Regions from separate parts of the Mus musculus genome. Here region 1 is linked to region 2. A link is a contact called in public HiChIP or PLAC-seq data. All regions are on one chromosome and are shown on one strand. The core of a region is the stretch at or near the end of the contact, and the rest is flanking DNA. Distances in the headings are between cores, read along the strand shown. Region 1 overlaps Wdr34 (WD repeat domain 34). Region 2 holds the start of Slc27a4 (solute carrier family 27 (fatty acid transporter), member 4).

Region 1 (5,569 bases), core at 425-2,924, 240 kb after region 2:
CAGAAAATGTGATCTAACTCAGCCACATTGACTAACAGCTACAATGCTACCACACAGAAAGTGGAGGTGGGGGTCACACCTTGTCCTTGGCTACATATTAAGTTTAAACCCAGCCGGGAGGCACTGGACTTTCTTTAAATTGTTTGGCTTTTTTTTCTGTTTGTTTGTTTGTTTTGTTCTTTCTGGTTTGTCTGTTTGTTTTTCTTTGTTTTTTTTTTTCTTTGTTTTTTTTTTTTGGTTTTTCAAGACAGGGTTTCTATGTGCAGCCCTGGCTGTCCTGGAACTCACTTTGTAGAACAGGCTGGCCTCGAACTCAGAAATCCACCTGCCTCTGCCTCCCGAGTGCTGGAATTAAAGGCGTGCACCACCACGCCCAGCCTGTTTGTTTTTCGGTTGCTTGTTTTCAGAGGAAAAATAAAGAGTGTGGATTTGGGTGAGGGGAGGAGTTGGGAGGAGTTGGGAAGAGGGACCCTGATCAGAATATGTTATGTGAAAAAAAAAGATTTTAAAATAAAAAATAATGGCCCACGCACACGCGCATGTGTGTGTGTGCGCGTATGTGTGTGTGTTTCTGATTCTGGGGTGAAGCCCAAGGCCACAAAGTCAGCCCCTTCACCCTCTTTTCTGATGGACCCTATTCACCTGGTCTTGACAACGAACAAGAGGCCATCAGAGTCCCTTGGCTTCTCCAGGCCTCAGGTCTCCTCTACCCCACACCCCCATCCATGACTGTTCCCTTCCAAGGCCTGTGTGAACACTCGTTGATATACACTCGATGTGAGAGCACTATAGCAGACTCGCACCTATCTGACCCAGTGTTAAGGACATGTAATACCTCTTAAGAGCACTGAGCAAGGGGGCTGGAGAGATGGCTCAGCAGTTAAGAGCACTGACTGCTTTTCCAGAGGACCTGAGTTCAATTCCCAGCAACCACACGGTGATTGGCAACCATCTGTAATGGGATCTAATGCCTCTTCTGGTGTGTCTGAAGAAAACAATGGTGTACTCATACATTAAATATATATGTGTGTGTGTGTGTGTGTGTGTGTGTGTGTGTGTGTGTGTATACATGGACTAAGCAATGCAGATCCAGCAACCAGGCCCAGCGTCCCTCCAGCGTGTACTGTCCACATAAACTTGCTCTCACCCTGAATATGCAAGTGCTGTTTCTCCCACTTCCAGGGTCTGAAGATGAAGATGAAGATGACCTTCAACTTCTGGTCCTCTTATTTCTACCTGGAATTATAGGTATATGTCCCATACGGACACACACACACACACCCAGCCACACCCCTAGCTGAACTTGGCTCTGAGTGCTTCTGCAGCAAACAGCTACTCAAAAGACTTGGACTCAAGGGAGAGGCCAGGCCGGGAGATGAGCTGTATGCAGTAATCGCTACATTTCTGGTTAGTCTGGGTCTTTTCACAAGGCCTTAAAAAGGATCTAGAGACAAAAGTGTCACACACCTTAATCCCAGCACTCAGGAGGTGGAGGCAGGAGGATCGTCCTAAATTTGAGGCCAGTTTGAGCAACAATGTCTCAAAGCAGGGAAGGGGGCCCCAAAGCAGGGAAGGGGGCCCCAGGCATGCTGGCATGCCTGTCAGCCCAGTACCAAGACTTTGGTGGGAGAAGCCACAGGTTTACTTAATGGCACAGGCTCCAGCAGAGGGCGCCATGCATGTGCCGTGCTAGACAGGCAACACCCCAGAAGGCATGCCTGGAGAGAAGGGTACTCAACCATTCACATTTAAGTGAGCAGGAGACAAGCACAAGGCGCCTACCCTGCAGTCCAGGGGATGTAAAGACAGAAACTGTTCAGCTCATATGTCCTAGGTTTCTCTCAAGGAACTCAGGGCTCCTCCCTGAGGAAAAGGTCCTGTCCTAGAGATGAGTGTGCACTGAAAGCAACTCCACACCACACAACTGCACACTTTAAAAGAGCAAGGTGGGGCCAGGCGGTGGTGCATGCCTTTAATCCCAGCCTCCTGGAGGCAGAAGCAGGCAGATCTCGGAGTTCAAGGTCAGCATGGTCTCTATAGAGCGAGATCCAGGACACAGAGGGATACACAGAGAATCCCTGCCTTGAAAATTCAAAGCAAACAAACAAAAAAGAGCAGGATTGGGCTCAGCCAAATGGCTCAACAGGCAAAGATGCTCACCACTGAGCCTGTCCTTCAAGACCTGCACAGTGAAAGGAGAGAGCTAACTCCCACACTGTCCCTGTGACAGACATGCACTGTGGCATTTACACTACTGCCCACCACACACAAAATATAACAATCTTAAAAATAAAAACATAAAATAAAGCCAGGTGTGGTAGCGCACACCTTTAATCCCAGCACTCGGGAAGCAGAAGCAGGTGAATTTCTGAGTTCGAGGCCAGCCTGGTCTACAGAGTGAGTTCCAGGACAGCCAGGGCTACACAGAGAAACCCTGTCTCAAACCACCACCACCCCCCAAAAAAAAATCATAAAATAAAAATCAAAGATCATAGTGGAGCAGCCAGCCGTGCAGGCAACTGAGGCAGAAGGATCACATGACCCCAAGGGTCTGTAATAACCTGAAGACTGGTTTATTTTACGTCTATGTGTGCTTTGCCGAGAAGACAGTGGCTGTTTTGGAACTGGATTCAAGATCTGAGTCCTCTTCAGGAGTAGGGAGTGCTCCCTCCCTACTAAGCCACAGTCTTGGCAGTCCACCTGGTACATGTAGACTTTATTTACCATTATCCTTTTTTTTTTTTTTTTTTGAGGCAGGGCTCATGGAATCTAGACTAATCTAGAACTCATTATGTAGCCAACGCTGGCCTTGAACACCTGACTCAGTGTCCGCCCTGCACCGCCCGTCCCCCCCACACCCCCAACCCACAGTCATCAGCTACCAGACCTGGCTACCTTCTCCTCAGAGGATAGACCTCCTGGTACTTTTGACAGCAGACTGAGTTATGCAAGTAGTTACTAACTCCAGCTCAACATAAAATCGGGTTCCCAGATCACACCAAACACCTGCTGTCCAGGGTCACAGCAGGCTGCAGGCCGTATGCACCGCTAGGGCATCCCAGAGGTTCAAAGCACTGGAGGGACAGATACTCAAACTCTAACCCTCTGCCAAGGGAGCAGCACCACACTTCCATATTCGCCATGGTACTTCCCACAAGAACTAACACAACCCACTAAGAAACAACCACGGGCTGGAGAGCTGGCTCAGCGGCTAAGAGCACCCACTGCTCTTCCAGAGGTCCTGAGTTCAATTCCCAGCAACCACATGGTGGCTCACAACCATCCGTAATGAGATCTGATGCCCTCTTCTGGTGAGTCTGAAGACAGCAACAGTGTACTTATGTATGACAATAAACAAATCTTTGGGTTGGAGTGAGCAGGGACTGAGCGAGCGGGGTGGACCGGAGTGAGCAGAGATCCTAAAATTCAATTCCCAACAACCACATAAAGGCTCACAACCACCTGTACAGTGTATGCATATACATAAAATAAATAAGCAAATATTTTTTTTTAATACACAAACTGGGCATGTGGTGCACGCCTTTAATCCCAGCACTCGGAGGCAGAGGCAGGTGGATTTCTGAGTTTGAGGCCAGCCTGGTCTACAGAGTGAGTTCCAGGACAGCCAGGGCTACACAGAGAAACCCTGTCTCGGGGAAAAACACACACACACACACACACACACACACACACAAAAGAACAAAACATGCAAACACACTCACTGCTCTTCAGAGGAGACCATTGGCTCGCAGCCCCAGGACCCCAGCATCTGACACCCTCTTCTGGCCGCCCAGAGTACCACAATCTCACATAGTATACAGACAGAACACTCTTACACATGAAATAACTAAATGTGAATATAAGGCTTTCTTCCCAGTGCACTGCTGAGAGGCAGTACAGCACCACCTGCCCATGCTGATCTCTCGAGAGGAGATGGCCAGAGAGCAAGGTACTTACAGCCCAGGCTTCCTGACGGGAAGGAGACTGGAAACACCATCTTTCTGCTGCTTTGTTGTATTGTGAAACACGGTTTCTCTGTGTAGCCCTGGCTGTCCTGGAACTCACTGTGTAGACCAGGCTGGCCTCGAACTCAGAGATCCACCTGCCTCTGCCTCCTGAGTGGTGGGCCTATAGGTGTGCACCACCACCACCTGGCTGACTGGAAGCATCTTAGCAGTTTACTAAAAGGAAATGAAGTTCTGTAAATGATCTTTAATCCAGCACTCTAGAAGAGGTCACTGGATCCCTAAAGCTGGAGTTACGGACGATGGTGAGCCACCTTGTAGACAATGAAAGCTCAACCCGGGTCCTCTGAGAAGGCACCCAATGCTCTGTACTGCTGAGCTGGCTCTCCAGGGCCTCCAAAATAAATGTCTTACATTTTGTAAGTTATGCATGTGTGTGTGTGTGTTGAGAGAGAGAGAGAGAGAGAGAGAGAGAGACAGAGACAGAGAGACAGAGACAGAGAGATCCCCAAAGAGTTCGGGAGAGGGTACTGCGTTCCCTGAAGCTAGATTTACAGATGGTTGTGAACCACTAATGTGGTGGGTACTGGGAATAGAACCTGGGTCTTCCTGAAGAGCAGCAAACGCTCTTAAGCACTCTCCAGCTCCAGGTTAGACTTTCTAGGTTGAAGGGACAGCCGGGGATGGGGTACTTGCACAGGCTGAGGCAGTGCTGGATCCCAGAGCCTCCTAGCATTCCCACTTCCTTTTGCTTGCTGTTATTCTGCTGCAGTGCAGTAGTGAACCAGGGCTGGTCCACTCTGGGCGACCACTGTGCCATGGAGCAGTGCCCACCAGCCTCTAAGCTGTGTGTGCACTGTACATGTGCGGCTGTCTTTAAGGATCGTATTTGTACTTATGTGTGTATGTGTGCATCTGGGTGCCTCCCCAAGTGTGTGCTGGAGTCTGCAGAAGAGGACATTGTGTCCCCTAGAGCTGCCATTACATGCAGCCATAAGTGCTCAACCTCACTGCTAGACACCAAAGCCATATCTTCTGGAAGAGCAAACAGTCCGGCGGGTGGTGACGAATGCCTTTAATCCCAGCACTTGGTCACCAGAGTGAGTTCCAGGACAGCCAGGGCTACACAGAGAAACCCTGTTTCAAAAACAAAAAACAAAACAAAACAAAAAGCTTTTCTTCTTGCTACTTATTTTTACATATATGGGTGCTTTGCTCACAGTGTATGTTTACGCACCACATGTGTGCCTGGTGCCTGCAGATATCAGAGGAAGGTGTCAGAGGCCCTGGAAATGGAGTTAGATGGTTGTGAGTCACCATGTGAGTGCTGGGAATCAAACCCGGGTGTTCTTAACTGCTGAGCCATCTCTCTAGCCTGTTTTTGAGACAAGGTCTCATATAGCCCAGGCTGATCTCCAATCTCTGATTCCCCTGCCTCCACTCTCCAAGTGCTAGAACTACAAGTGTATCAGCCATGTGGCCTTCCACTTTTCTACCAACCCAATTTTTTCCTAAATTTTAGACATAAACCACTGATACCAAGAGGAAAAGTCGCCTATGTTCTCCTGTCGCCTTCATTCTCACAGCTAATGAAGCAGGCAAGG
Region 2 (5,352 bases), core at 180-2,679:
CACTTTTGTGGGGTGTTGTTTTGTTAGTTTGTTTTTGAGACAGGGTCTCACTATGTAGCCCTGGCTGTCCTGGAACTCACTATGTAGACCAGGCTGGCCTCGAACTCAGAGATTCATTTGCCTTTGCCTCCCGAGTGCTGGGGTTAAAGGTGTGTGCCACCACCACCGCTGTGCTTGATCCCCTAAAGCCCACCTTTAATCCATAAGAAGGCACAGATTTGGAACTCTCTGCTGAGAACATGATTCTCTTGTTGGTCTGTGATGCACATGTCTATGAACATGGGGCACCTGCTATTATAGCCCTAGAGACATCCTTTAGCTTACTATCCAGCCTCTCCAATGGATGCAATCCTGAGCAGGTCCAGACCATCTTCATACCAAAATGTCATCTGTAATCCCTATAAACAGACCTTGAAGGTTGCCCCTTCCCCCCTTAAGAACTTGACTAGGTTGAGTCATTGAAGGGGCTATTTAAGAACAGAGGCAGTAATAGGCACGTTGCATAGTCACCCCAGAACTTTTCAGAGGCTCTCAATCCAACGGCTGTGAGTCTAGACCCTTGCCCACAGCCTGACAAAGCTCACAGTTTACAAAGGAACCAGTGTTCGGGAGTGTTATCAGTCAGGGTTAAAGTTAGTTACACAGGCTTTAAATCCTGACCTTTGAGGAGATCCCCTGAAGCTACTCCTCCTGGCTCTTCAGTTCTTTTTGAACCTTGCAAAGGTACTGAAAACTGTAAAAGTCCTGAGGGAACAATCATACTCAGCTGTGGTGAATGACCATTCCAGAATGGTCTAGAAGCCCAATGCCCTGTGTATTCTGCCAGAATCCAGCTTTTTTTTTTTTTCAGCAAGTGGTATTGAACATTTGCTAAATTCTATTTCAAGACAAATGTAGTAGTTAATGTCTGTAATGCCAGCGCTCTGGGCTGAAGTAGATTAACTACAGCAAGATCCAGGGCAAAGTTACTACCCTGTTTCAAAAAACAAACAGGACTGACAAGGTGGATCAGGAAAAGGTGCCTGTTCCCAAGACTGAGGGCCAAGCCTAGTAACCTTAGTATGATCCCTGGAGCCCATGGTGTAAGAACAGAACCAACTCCCACGAGTTGTCCTCTGACCACACAGGGTCTTTGGCATATGTATCTACACATACACAAATAAGCAAACAAATGTAAATAATAATAATAAGTTAAACAAATTCTACTTGGGCCTTAGCTTCTGGCTATGTATTCTCAAATGGTCTGTGGGCGGGTTTATGCTACCTGGATCCCCTGGTCCAGGAAATGGCAGAGAGGAACGACCCAAGGAGCACTGCCTGACCAGGGCAACTTCAGCAGCCTGAACAAGCTAGACTACTAGGACTACAACTCCCAGCATGCCGTGCGGCTCAGCCTACCACTCCCAGCGGGCCGGGCGGCTGCGGAGGCAGTGGTGCGCGCAGGGCTGGAGGGGCTGGGCGGTGTCGGGCGCGCTGGGGCTGGGTTGCGCTGAGGTGCACGGACTCAGAAGCTCGCCCTCTGCGGGGACGGCACAGAAGGCGGTGCTGCCGGCTGGCACAGCCGGTGCGGGTGCGGGAGGCGGGTGGGGGTGGAGCGGGGCAGAGGTACAGACCCTACAAGGACGAGGAGTGGGCCAGACGCACCGAGGCTCGGCTGTGTGTGCCCCGGGGCGGCCGATGCCCCCAGCGCACCGCACTCCGCTGCCGCAACCGGGCCGCATCCTGACGGGGCGCCGCGCCGCGCAGCCGCAGCCGGGTGAGCTAAGGCGGGGACGGCGGCTTTCTGAGCGGGGAAAATGTGCCAGGCCGAGCAGGGGGAGACGGCGGTGCCGGCTCGGACTGAGGGGCGCGCCCTCCTTCTCCCAACCCCGAGAACGCTCTGATGTCCTGGCTATCTAGAGGCAATCGGTCCGTGGCGCCCCTCCTGTCCTGTCTCCTCTCTCAGCGGTCTTGGACCGGCTCCTAGCTTGCTTTTTGACTGCCTCTGTCAGAGAGCTAAGGATCTTAGCGATCCTGCGGTAGTCCTCCCACCCATTGCTTTATGCTTTTCTCCAGAAGGCAGTCTCATAAGGGATTCCCTGTGTTCCAGGCCGTGGTCCTCCGCCTAGCTTGGAGATATTCAGGCTACTTCATATCTTTGACCTTCCTCTCTTCCCAAGAAAAGCAATCCATTAGCAGTCCTCTTGACTAAATCCATAAAGAAGAGGGAATAGAGCGTGGGCCTTAATCTCTGCCCTGGGCTTCAACACAGCCTTTCCCCTTCTCAGCCCTAGTCCTCAAAGATCCATCTGAATGTGTGGGTACTTCCAAATCCTTTTCCTGTCCAACAATCACCTCTTTCCACCCTACCCCTGGGCTGTCACCTCTCAGGCCCCTCCTGCCTCTAAGCCATTTGCTGGCTCGCCCTCTATGGACCGGTAGAGGCACAACGCTACCTTGAGTCTGTGGGCCAGAGACTGTGCAGGGCTCCCTTCCCAGGAAGCTGCCCTTTTTGGTGTTGTCATTTCCAGAACCTCCTGGAGTCCCTAGGAGAGACACTTCTATCAGCACCTGTCTCCCGGCCATCTGGTTAGGTTGCTTGAATATCGGTGAATGGACTGTCCTGTTTGGGTTAGAAAGGTTCTAAGAACAAGTCTTACTAGCCCAATGCATAGAGCAAGGTGCTATGGCCTGAAGTAGGAAAGGGGCTAGCACAAGGTCACTTGACAAGGTGGTCAAAGATAGAACCAGAAGCTAGATCATCCTCTTGTTTCTTAACCCCAGAGCTGTAGATTTCAAGGCCCCTCCAACTTGGCATGGAACCAAAGCCTTGAACCTTTTTTAAGCCACCCCTTTTAAGGTGACTAGGCAATCCCCATAGGCTGACCCTTTGGGCTCATACTGAAGTGGCTGCTGGTGCAGAAGTAGCGGCCCCTAAAGAAGGAATTGTGTCTCCTAACCACCTTGTACCTGCAGGTCACAATGCTACTTGGAGCATCTCTGGTGGGGGCGCTACTGTTCTCCAAGCTAGTGCTGAAGCTGCCCTGGACCCAGGTGGGATTCTCCCTGTTGCTCCTGTACTTGGGGTCTGGTGGCTGGCGTTTCATCCGGGTCTTCATCAAGACGGTCAGGAGAGATATCTTGTGAGTACCATATCTAGCCTCCCTTGGGGTCTCAACTGTGCTGGGCTTTACCAGCCATTATCCCTGCCAGCACAAGACATCTGGGTTATTAAAGGAACAGTGTCTTCTCTTTGCCCTTCTCCTGGCATACCTAGAACTTTCATCTCCAAGGTCAAGGTCTCAAGGAATCTCCTAACCCCGAGACTCCTTGACCTGGGGCACAAATCAAAGCAGATCTGTTGAAAGATGTGTCTGAGAAGGGTCACGAGGACACTGTTCATGGCAAGGTGAAGAAGACCCCAGAGGAAAAGGACCTTTCCTTAGGTTGGCACAGCCTGAAAGAGCCCAGGGGGACACTGGATGCTAGCACAAATCCTGAGTTAGACAGCTGGGAGAAATTGCTCCTAGCTGCTCTATGCTAGGCTGGTTCTGAGGGTCAGAGAGGAAGAAGCTCAGACTTTTAGGAGGTAAGAAAGGGACGAAGTAACTCCCTAAACTGTCTGTGCTATTGCTGCAGAGACCCTGGTGGTCTTGCTCACTCCTGTGTTCTAGTACCCGGAAAAGGGAGCCTTGCCTAGAATGGACAGCTCAGTGTTTGTCAGTCTGGGCTGACTATAAGAGGTGTCTAGTGGCCCCACAGGAGCTGTGGGAGCATGGGATAAAGAGAGCAAGCCCCAGGTGAGGAACTTGGGCGGGAAACCCAAGAGGTCTCCTGAAGGGAAAGGACTCTCTGTTTGAAAGGTGCTGTGCAGGTGGGGGAGGGGGACAGAGCACAGCCAGAGGACCCAGCACTGACAAAGAAGTAGCAGTTGGCAGTGTGGGATATGGGGGTAGGGTGGGGGTTCCACAAGCTCTGGACATTTTCCCTGTGCCCAGCATGGAGAAGGCCTAGGAGACAAGGTAGTAAAGGTGACAGGTACCTGCTTCCACCTGCAGGGAGAAAGCTCACCCCTGAGCTTCTATGGCAGTGAGGGCTACGGGGAGCTCCCGATCTCCAGATCAGGAATGGAGACTATGGGCTTGGGGCCCCACCCCAGAGGGCTTCTAGCAGAACAGCAGACTTAGAAGAATAAGAGTAGAACTCTGAGCCGGGCGTGGTGGCACACGCCTTCAGTCCCAGCACTTGGGAGGCAGAAGCAGGCAGGTCTCTTGAGTTTGAAGACAACTGGGGCTACACAGAAATCCTGTCTCAGAGAACCAAAAGACTAAAAGCTAGCTAGCTGGTTCCTGAGCCTCAGGCTGTTTGGACAGCAGCCTGGGCAGTGTCAGGAGCCTGGCTTAGCACTGATAGCTTCTTTCCTCCCACACAGTGGTGGCATGGTGCTCCTGAAGGTGAAGACCAAGGTGCGACGGTACCTTCAGGAGCGGAAGACGGTGCCCCTGCTGTTTGCTTCAATGGTACAGCGCCACCCGGACAAGACAGCCCTGATTTTCGAGGGCACAGACACTCACTGGACCTTCCGCCAGCTGGATGAGTACTCCAGTAGTGTGGCCAACTTCCTGCAGGCCCGGGGCCTGGCCTCAGGCAATGTAGTTGCCCTCTTTATGGAAAACCGCAATGAGTTTGTGGGTCTGTGGCTAGGCATGGCCAAGCTGGGCGTGGAGGCGGCTCTCATCAACACCAACCTTAGGCGGGATGCCCTGCGCCACTGTCTTGACACCTCAAAGGCACGAGCTCTCATCTTTGGCAGTGAGATGGCCTCAGGTGAGCTGCATGTGGGAGACCCGTGGGACCTTGCACAGATGACAGCTCTGTTCTATTCCCGAGGGAGGCTGTATGAGTCTCGGCACCAGAGCTTCTGGACCTGCCAGGGATGCTGCAGAGCCTTTATGAACCACAGGTCTCCTGAGCCTTGGTTTCCCTAGCCGCAGCACCACAGATCTCAAGAAGGTCTTGCTCTTAAGCACCCACAGAGTGGCCAGTGCTGTCTGGTCCTTGGGTAGATTGGCCTCGTCTGCTTTATCTGTACAAGGGGAGCAGAACTTAGGTCCCTTCCTTCCTCTCAGACCTGGCTTTTATTTCTTGCTGAGTCAGGGATGAAAAGTGCTGAGCATGGAGCTTTCCGAAGCTCTGATCTTCACTAAGACTGAAGAGACTGCAGTTGTCATCTTGGTTTTTGGACTGTGAGTCAGGTTCAGAGGGAAGTGAGGTGTTCACCTAGCATCACACAGACACAGCAGGCTTACGAGTTGATCTCAGGCTGGACCACAGACTTCCTGGTCTTTCTCCCTATACTGCTGTGGTCATGAG

What was found. HiChIP or PLAC-seq counts read pairs in DNA pulled down with a chosen protein or histone mark.
Region 1: a FOXA1 HiChIP or PLAC-seq map of pancreatic cancer cells shows a contact between it and region 2. The contact joins the enhancer-like site here to the promoter of Slc27a4 in region 2. A contact is called at or near these places in 5 of 39 promoter capture datasets (the 3T3-L1 cell line, HPC-7-derived erythroid cells, cranial neural crest and 2 more), 1 of 15 datasets of contacts at CTCF or cohesin (embryonic stem cells), 4 of 484 Hi-C or Micro-C datasets (CD8 T cells, the G1E-ER4 cell line and embryonic stem cells), 4 of 115 datasets of contacts at active chromatin or transcription factors (embryonic stem cells and pancreatic cancer cells) and 5 of 9 other capture datasets (adipose tissue, embryonic stem cells, embryonic trunk and 2 more).

Annotation. Positions count from the first base shown.
Region 1 is chr2:30,040,972-30,046,540 of GRCm38.p6, forward strand. All of the region lies in intron 1 of Wdr34 (WD repeat domain 34), which reads right to left. Among named protein-coding and RNA genes, the nearest start is that of Wdr34, 5.1 kb to the right of the region's middle. Within about 2 kb of position 1,675, at least 29 of the 459 cell types and tissues checked have an H3K27ac peak or open chromatin away from gene starts, as enhancers often do. A contact at or near this core is called in the G1E-ER4 cell line, embryonic stem cells and pancreatic cancer cells, where this site is marked.
Region 2 is chr2:29,801,205-29,806,556 of GRCm38.p6, forward strand. It overlaps Slc27a4 (solute carrier family 27 (fatty acid transporter), member 4), which reads left to right and starts at 1,430. Exons shown (of 13, transcript NM_011989.5): 1 at 1,430-1,756; 2 at 2,956-3,122; 3 at 4,412-4,806. The coding sequence starts at 2,962.